Regions from separate parts of the Mus musculus genome. Here all the other regions are linked to region 1. A link is a contact called in public Micro-C and promoter capture Hi-C data. All regions are on one chromosome and are shown on one strand. The core of a region is the stretch at or near the end of the contact, and the rest is flanking DNA. Distances in the headings are between cores, read along the strand shown.

Region 1 (2,781 bases), core at 212-2,711:
TATGGTCTGTATGCATCTTACCAGCTTCCCCACCCCACCCCTTCCTCTTTTTACTATGAGTCTCACTATTTGCTCTGGCTGACCACAAACTCCGGGCTCAAATGATCCTCCTGCCTCAACCTGAGTAGCTCCCAAAATATTCATATACACAGACACACCAACCCCCACCCACCCCCTTCTCTATGCTGTAACTCCTCTCTGGGTGATACTCAAATGCCAACTAAGATAGCATGCTAAGCCATATCTAAGCCTGAATACGACCATCACTGCTCTAAGACCAAGCTGGTACTCATTGGACAAGCCACAACTGCAATTGCTCCTCGGAACCATGACATCAAAATGCCTGTCGGCAATTTTTCTCGGCTGTCTTGTCTGCTAGCTGCTGTTACTGCAGTACACCGATGAACTCTCTACTTCTTCTGCCTTTTCTGTCTTGGAGAATTATTTCACTGCTCCACATCATGGGTACCTGTCTGCCTGAGTTTGACACCTAGCTGTTATCCTGTTTAAGGTATAACAGGAGAGAGGTGTCTATTTACTCGGTATATACAATTTGTAGGGCAGAAGATCAATATTTTCTCTTCTGAGTTGGTTTGCTGCACATCTGTGTAACCCTCAGATAGGAGAGCTAAATGCATCATAGCTCTATACTGTTCCTACTTAATAATAGAGTGTAATGTGGCTAGTACAAATTGAATTGCTATACCAAACCTGTATAACACGATATTTCAAAGCCAATGTAAAAATTTGACTTGATATTCTGTCTTTATTTGACTGCTTGTTAAAATTAATTTTATCTTTCTTGGTGCAAAATATTGTACAAAATGTAGCCACTAAAAAAATTCGTATACCAGTTGGCATTCTAGTTCAATAGGATAACGCTGAATAATATCCTAGGGAAGGGAAGATCTGTATTCTTGCCACGCCCAATCTCCAGCTGTGGCATTGCGGTACCCAACACAGTCGCCAAGATGGCAGTCTCTGCAGAAACGCCCACACTAGGAACTCCAAGGACCAACAAACAGAACCTAGAAACCCTCCTTTCAGAGAACTCGCAGACGCAGGCCCTACCCTGCCCCACCCCTCCGTCGCCCCGCCTCTTTGCGGCAGAGCTCAGGCCGGTGCAAACCGGTTCAGTGGCCTGACTGACACTCAGTTTTACCCAATCCTCAGCACGCCCCGCCTTCCAAGGAGAGACTCGAAACGTCAAATCGCTGGCGTCTCCGGAGGCGGTTCGAAAGCCTATAATAGGCGCAGACCGTGTCTTAGACCGGCAAACCACCAATGGTGTGACGCGAGGGCGGGACCCTGTTGACCCAACCCGAGGCCTTCGGCTTTTCTCTGGAGCCAGCGGGCGAGAGGAGGGCTGATAGGCGGGGTCTAGAGCAGCGGAGCCTGCGCACTAAGGCCGCCGGCCTGGGTGACGTTATCCTTTCCCGCGGACAGCTCCGCCCTGTCCCGCCCAGCCTCGCCCCGCCCTCCTCGAAGTCAGAGGGTGCTGCGCGTGCGGTGGGTGCTGCTGTAGCCTGCCTGAGTTCTCAACGCGGTCTTTGTCCCCCAGCTTTGTTCTCGCCGCCCTGGCGTCGTCCTCGCCCCCGTCGCCGCCTGCCCCGCGCGCCCGGGCCTTGCCCGCCATGGTGGCCAGGCCGGAGCCTGAGGTCGAGGCCATGGACGCTGAGCTGGCGGTACCGCCGCCTGGCTGCTCGCACCTGGGCAGCTTCAAGGTGGACAACTGGAAGCAAAACCTGCGGGCCATCTACCAGTGCTTCGTGTGGAGCGGAACTGCCGAGGCTCGCAAGCGCAAGGTGAGCCCAAGGCTTGCGCCGCTCTGCGGGCTGGGAAGCGGGGAGTGTAGGTGGGAGAGGGAGAGGGGAAGCCTGGTAGTCGTGGGGAGGGAGCCTGGCCTTGCGGGGAGGGCGTGAGGGGAAGCCTTGCCGTGAGGGGGTGGGGCCGAGGAATGGGCAAGGCGAAGCCTCGCGGTGCAGGGAAGGGGCTAGAGGAAGCATCCCGGTGCAGGAAGGGGGACTAAGGAGAACCTCGCAACGTGGGGAGGGGGCTAGAGGAAGCGTCGTGGTGCAGGGAGGGGGCTAGAGGAAGCATCACGGTGCTGGGAGGGGTCCAGGGACCACCTAGTGGACGCTGTTGGGAGTGTGGCGGTGGAACCCACGATGGGAGGGGGAGGGGTATCTGAGTAGGAGGAGGAAGATCTGTCTGGACATTCCATTGAGGAGTATTTGTCTGTAAAGGTAGTGGTGGGGGCCTGGGGTCTGCAGGGTAGTTCCGTGGATAACAGCTCGTTCCCGGGGCTGAGACCCTTCGCGGACACCTGAGGCTGGCAGGGCCTCCGCGCACTCGAGTTGAGAAGCGAGATTTTTAGGACGTAGGAGGTGATTGACAACCGCAGCCTTCGAGAGTGGCTATTTTGTTGTTTTGGGTCCTGTAAATCTCAGCAACTATGATGATTTTATTAGTGATTTGGAGATGGGAAAACATTATTTTCTAATTTAAAAAAAACTTCATAATTACAATTTGATTTTGAAGGTGAAAAGTGGAATAGAAAATTTTGATTGTTTCTATCTTGAGTAGCATTTTATAACGGGAGAACTGACAAATCTGCTGGGTGTTTCATGTTAAGCATCAAACTCTCCCTCTTTAGTTTCTCGAGGCAGGACTTCTCTCTATAGCCCTTGGCGTTCTTTTCTTTTTTCTTTTTTCTTTTCTTTTTGGTTTTTCGAGACAGGGTTTCTCTGTGTAGCCCTGGCTGGCTTCGAACTCAGAAAT
Region 2 (2,781 bases), core at 175-2,674, 48 kb after region 1:
CTAGCCAGTGGTTTTCTAGTTTTAATTTCAAGTGTAACTGCTTTAGTTTTTATTATTATAGAGAAACTATGAATGGAAAGAATATATACCTATTTCATGATAATACAAATGTAATAAATATTAAAATAATTATTTTAAATGTTAAATTATTTAAAATACTGAAATAAGGTAGAGGATTTTTTTCTAACTTCCCAGAACCTTTGAATGTCACTTTTCAAGAGGGTCTGAAGGGTTGACTGCAGATTTGCGGTTTGAGGCCCATTTTGTAGGTGAAGAGAAGAGACTTATCCGAGGCCAAGGGCCAGTGTGCAAACTAAGAACAGCAGTGACTTGAACTCTCCACCTGTCTGGGCTCTCACTGAAGCACTGGAAAGCTAATGTGGGTTCCAGAACATTCTTCCCTGATTCCTAACTGCTGGTCCCAGGTCCTCTGACATTTCCTTTTGGGTCAAGATGGCTCCTGACCATCACCTCTTGCGATTCTCTGTGAAACTCATTCGCATCCTTGGTGGACATGGTTGCTGGACAGAGATGGAAATCCTAGCAAAGGCCTGCCTGAGTCTAGCTTGGGTAGGGGGATGGGTCGAGAGCTGCTGTGAGTGGTGGGTCCTGATGACTTTGCCTTGGAGGAAACTTTTTTTTTTTTTTTTTGGTTTTTCGAGACAGGGTTTCTCTGTGTAGCCCTGGCTATCCTGGAACTTACTTTGTAGACCAGGCTGGCCTCGAACTCAGAAATACAGAAATCCGCCTGTCTCTGCCTCCCGAATGCTGGGATTAAAGGCGTTCGCCACCACCGCCCAGCTTGGAGGAAACTCTTTAAGGAAACTCTTTAACACTATAGGATAAACAGCTCTGATTCATCAGCAAAAATCAGCAAGAAAAATAAGAAGGCAGATGGGGATAGGTAGAGTCTGAAATACAGAACCCACTTTTCTCCTGAGGGCCATGAAGGTCTGATTTGAATCTGCCCACCGAGGACACACATCATCAGCACTTCGCGCTCAACACCTGTGCTCGTAGGCGCGTCACGATATTAAGAGTTCTTAGAAATTCACAGCAGTTAAGTGCGGGCAGAGATCTAAATGCTGCATCTCGAGGCATCCAAAATTTACCAGATTCACTTCAAACTAATCCAGGGGCACAAGGAAACAAATCTGGAGCACGTGGATAGAAAAAAGAAGGTTCCTGCCTGTTTGGCTGACCCCACTGGCAGGCAAGACCTGACCCCCGGAGGCCTCTTCCGTGTGCAGGACTGAAGCTGTCCCAAAGCTGAGTAGCCTTAGCTTGTGCCGTGGTGGCACTGCTAGATCTCCAGCCCCCGGAGCACCCTCTTGGCCCTCACCCACCACGGCTGGCTACTCACCACGCTCCTGCGCCAACAGCTCCAGCCTCCTGCCTGCCCTGGCCTACACCACTCATTACTCAGGGCGTTTATTATTAGCCTGAGATTTTGTTAGGCCTAGGCCACACTTCCTGGGTTTTCCCCTTCGACCTGGGGATGTAAATAAGCCACCCTGCTGACCTGCGCCTGCGCTTTAGTCCAGGGAGGACAGGTAAGCGACCTGTCGCTTTTGGCTTAGCAGTGAGGGCTTAGCCTGGTTGTATTAATGACAGGGCTTTGACACTTCTAGATCTTCTCTGGCCCGGCTCCTGCGCCTGGTTCCTGTCCACTGCCCACTGCCCACTCTCCAGGCTAGGATGTCCAAACAGCTCTTGTCCTCCCCACATAGCCTTCCCTCCTCTTGGACCATTACATCCTGTGCTGCTGCCTGGTCAGTTCTTGCTGTCTCTTTTTCAATGATCAGTTGAGATGTCACCTCTCCCACGAAGCCATCTGTGATTGCTCCCAGGACGTTAGGTGTTACGTGCAGTCCCTGTAGATCTGGGTTTTGCTTCAGGGTCTGATACCTTGGTAAGGACTTGTATATAAATTGTCTCGTACCTCCATGCCCTCATTTGAAAAGTGGGCCCTTGAGTCATTGTGAGAATGACATGAGTTCACACAGTCACTTGTTCTTTGTCTGGCTTTTAGTTCCTTTGACACAGGTGTCACTATGTTGTCTGTCTCAAGAGCCTCCTGTCTCAGACTCCAGAGGGCTGGGATTTCAGGTGTGCTCCTCAACGCCTGGCCACCACAGGCCCCTTCTTATAGCAAGTTCTCAGCACACAGTGACTGAGAACTCCATGTCCAATATATGACATGAAGAATCAATGCTACAGCATCAACTTCATTGCTTAGACTCCCTGGTCTTCAGAATCCTGCAGGGATAAGAAAGTCTAACAACTGCACTCCCAAGTTCACTGTAGTACTGTTCACAGTAGCCCAGATACAGAGGCAATCTGCATGTCTTCAGTGGATGTGTGTGGACAATGGGATTCTCTTCATTCTCAAAAGAGAAGGAAATCCTGCCATTTGTATGAACACGGATGGAACTGGAGAACTTTATGTATAAAAATGGAAGTCTGGCTGGATGTGGTGGCACACGCCGTTAATCCCAGCATTTGAGAGACAGAGGCCGGCAGCCTCCTGAGTTCTCTGCTAGCCTGGTCTACAGAGCTAGTTCCAGGACAGCCTGGGCTACAGAAAAAAACATTGCCTCAAACAAACAAACAAACAAACAAACAAACAAAAGAAAAAGAAGTCATGGCCTAGAGCGAAGGCCCAGCAGGTACGTGCACTGACGCTGCCCTACAGAGAACCTGGGTACAGCTCCCAGCACCCACAGGATAGCTCACAAACATCTGTAACTTGGGTTCCAGGGGATCCAATACCCTCTTCCA
Region 3 (2,781 bases), core at 172-2,671, 34 kb before region 1:
GACTTCCTACCCTGGGAAGAGGCATCCAGGGTTCAAATCTGGACATGCCACGCCCCTTTCCTTGTGATCCACCAGGAGACCGGACAGTGCCTTCACTGGGCCAGTTTGTCCTGCCAGCCGGTGGGCCAGGTCCTTCCTGATAGCCAGAGCTTCAAGCAGAGCCACACAGCCTCAGCCACTAAACACAAAGGTAGGGTCCTCGGAGGAGAAGGGCCTCGTGTGAATGCAGCTGGACAGGGCTGGGCTTGCCCCTCCATGTCGTCTCTCAAAACTAAGTGGGCTTTAAGGAACTAGGTCCCTGGGCCCCCTCTGTGAGGCAGTTAACCACGGTGCTGTCTGCGGAGTTACTGACCGTTGGGTGGAGCCACATTTGATGCTGCACCTGGCACCTGAATGGGACACAAGCCGGCTTTCCTCTCTCAGAACCAGCCAGCCTTAAAGGTTATACCCGCCTTCCAGACCCGTTCACACTCAGCGCCTTCTCCCCACTCCCTTCAGTTTCAGAAAACCGCCATAGTGGAGCTGGTGAGATGGTTCAGTGGGTGAAGTCCTTGCTTGGAAAGCATGAGAACCCAAGTTTGGGTGCCAAGATGCCAAATAAAGCTAGATGTGGGTGCACATTTCTGAAATCTCACAACTCCTGCTATAAGATGGGGGCCAGAGACAGGAGACTCCCTGGAACCTCACAGGCCAACTGTCTTGGTGTACCTGGATAGCAGTCAATAATAAAGAATAGACCCTGCCTTGAACAAAGTAGAAGGCAGGGACTGACAACCAAGGCTGTCTACTGACCTGCACACATGTCATGGCACATATACCTGTATGGTGCACGCACACACACACAGAAACACACACACACAGACACACACATGAGGGAAGGTGGAGAAAGAGGAGCAGAAAAGAGAGAGATTGATTTTTAAATGCACCCTAATAGTGGTCACGAAAAAAGGTCAGTTATGCGTCTGTTCCACGGGTGAGAAGAGTAGGACTGATGGCATTAAGCATGCTGCCTTTGCCCTCACAGGTGACAAGCACTGAAATCAGGCTGCTCCCAAGTTGCACACACTCAGCTACTCAGCCCTGCCGCCTTTCTAGGGGCTGAGAGGCTTGGCAGGGCACAGGTCTCTCACCCAAAGGACACCTCTGTTCCTGTGTCTTTGAGGGTCTCTGGGACTCTCTTGGTCCAATGTCGGAAGGTGACAGACCTCTGGTGCTTGGCATTCAGTGCACCCAGTCAGGAAATGCTGACCTGTCAGAGTCTGGACTAGTTGCCCTCAGAGTGGACGCAAGTCTCAGCCTTTCAAAGTCCTCGCTCCAAGCAGGCTATATGTACTTGTCTGCTCCCATCTAGAGACGAAGTAAGAGAGATGGGGTAGGTTACCTTCTACACAGTCCTCTCCAGCAGCTGGAACTCCTGGAATAAGCAAGAGCCAAGAGAGAACACATTTAAGGACCCTTCTCCCCGCCCACTTGGACCTCAGAGTCCTTCCCCAGGAAGTTCGCGTGACGAAGATAAAACAATATTCAAATGTGGGTGCAGCATAATCCAGACCTCTGCTTCACACGGGTTTTGAAGATTGTGTCTTGGGCTGTCTGTTTTGTTCTGTTCTGAAATGCAAGATGGGCCTGTGAAAGTTTGTGTGGGCTCTTAGCCAGCCCTCAAAAGAAGCCTGTGTTTGCCCTGGGCGTGGGGGCCACTGAGTAATCCAGCCTGGCATGGAGTTCATGCTTTTCCTGCTTTTGCCAGATGCTGGTCCCTGCGTCCCCTGTTATGTAAGGTCTACAGCGTGTAAGCCGCAGTCACGCAGTTGTGGGCACAGCACCCAAGAAAGGCAGAAAAATCACATCCCACTCTGTCACCGCCGTATGCACAAGGGTCCCACTGAGGCACAGACACAACCTACTGGTTGGAGATGTCTAAAGGCATCCCCAGTAGTAAGTGGATCTGTTCCCTCAAAGATTAGTGGAAAACATGGCCAGGCCCCACCAGAACTGCCAGGAATTTCCTCTCTGTATCACCCAGGGAGGACAGAACCTGGAAGTCCCTTTCTGTATGTTTAGCCAGTGTTCTCTGAGCCCCTGGCCTGTGCCACACTGTGGTGTATAGGGTGACATGAGTCACCACCATCGGCACAGCCCACAACTGCTCTGTCACGGGGCTCCTCGACCTCTTTCTACCAGGCCCCTTTGCCCTCTCACCCACCCACTGTTTTTGCATTTCAGTTCTCTGAAAGGACAAGTTCCCACCAAGCCTGTGTTCTTGCTCTCCCCGAAATCTGCACACGCCATGGCTCTGCTCCAACATCATATCACATAGCAACACTTTGTCCTGTCAGTCTTTTCCTCCAGAGCAGCTATGCCCTCTGGCACCCTGTGTCTACAGTTATCGGTAATAAGATTATAATGGAGTTGGAAATTTCTCTTGTCCGTTGGTTTTGTGCCATAGCAGCGGCTGCAGCAAGGCACAACACACACATTCCAGTAACCAACACCTGGGGCTAACTACTGACTTAGTGCCTTTTGCATTTGCTCTTTACCTTATCATAAAGGGTCCCCCTCTGATCATCACAAGGAAAGGAGAGGAGAAAGGAAAACAGCGTGCCACATGAGGCCAGCAGCTGCCCATGCATACCGTGGTTACCACATAATTTCCTCTTCTTGACCTAATTTTGTGCTACTTTGTTCATGGTGGCCCTGGAGCAGTGGCTGAGCTGTGTAGTAAGTCTACACCAGCCCTGTCTGTTTAAGTGTGTTTTATGATATCCGCACAGAGGCAAAATT

The links. Promoter capture Hi-C pulls out the DNA fragments that hold promoters and counts their contacts. A called contact is a pair of places that touch in the nucleus more often than the background predicts.
Region 2: a contact with region 1 is called in a promoter capture Hi-C map of macrophages, with 5 read pairs. The contact joins the promoter of Tnfrsf13b here to the promoter of Usp22 in region 1. A contact is called at or near these places in 3 of 39 promoter capture datasets (the 3T3-L1 cell line, macrophages and trophoblast stem cells), 9 of 484 Hi-C or Micro-C datasets (B cells, bone marrow-derived dendritic cells, bone marrow-derived macrophages and 4 more), 8 of 115 datasets of contacts at active chromatin or transcription factors (the 230-238 cell line, CD8 T cells, the HPC-7 cell line and 4 more) and 4 of 9 other capture datasets (adipose tissue, embryonic stem cells, liver and 1 more).
Region 3: a Micro-C map of muscle stem cells shows a contact between it and region 1, with 4 times the contacts expected there. The contact joins the promoter of Aldh3a1 here to the promoter of Usp22 in region 1. A contact is called at or near these places in 1 of 39 promoter capture datasets (macrophages), 1 of 484 Hi-C or Micro-C datasets (muscle stem cells), 5 of 115 datasets of contacts at active chromatin or transcription factors (embryonic fibroblasts, embryonic stem cells, microglia and 1 more) and 2 of 9 other capture datasets (adipose tissue and pancreatic islet).

What each region holds. Positions count from the first base shown.
Region 1 is chr11:61,173,739-61,176,519 of GRCm38.p6, reverse strand. It overlaps Usp22 (ubiquitin specific peptidase 22), which reads left to right and starts at 1,461. Exons shown (of 13, transcript NM_001004143.4): 1 at 1,461-1,805. The coding sequence starts at 1,635.
Region 2 is chr11:61,125,398-61,128,178 of GRCm38.p6, reverse strand. It overlaps Tnfrsf13b (tumor necrosis factor receptor superfamily, member 13b), which reads right to left and starts at 1,424. Exons shown (of 5, transcript NM_021349.3): 1 at 1,364-1,424.
Region 3 is chr11:61,207,382-61,210,162 of GRCm38.p6, reverse strand. It overlaps Aldh3a1 (aldehyde dehydrogenase family 3, subfamily A1), which reads right to left and starts at 1,421. Exons shown (of 11, transcript NM_001112725.1): 1 at 1,382-1,421.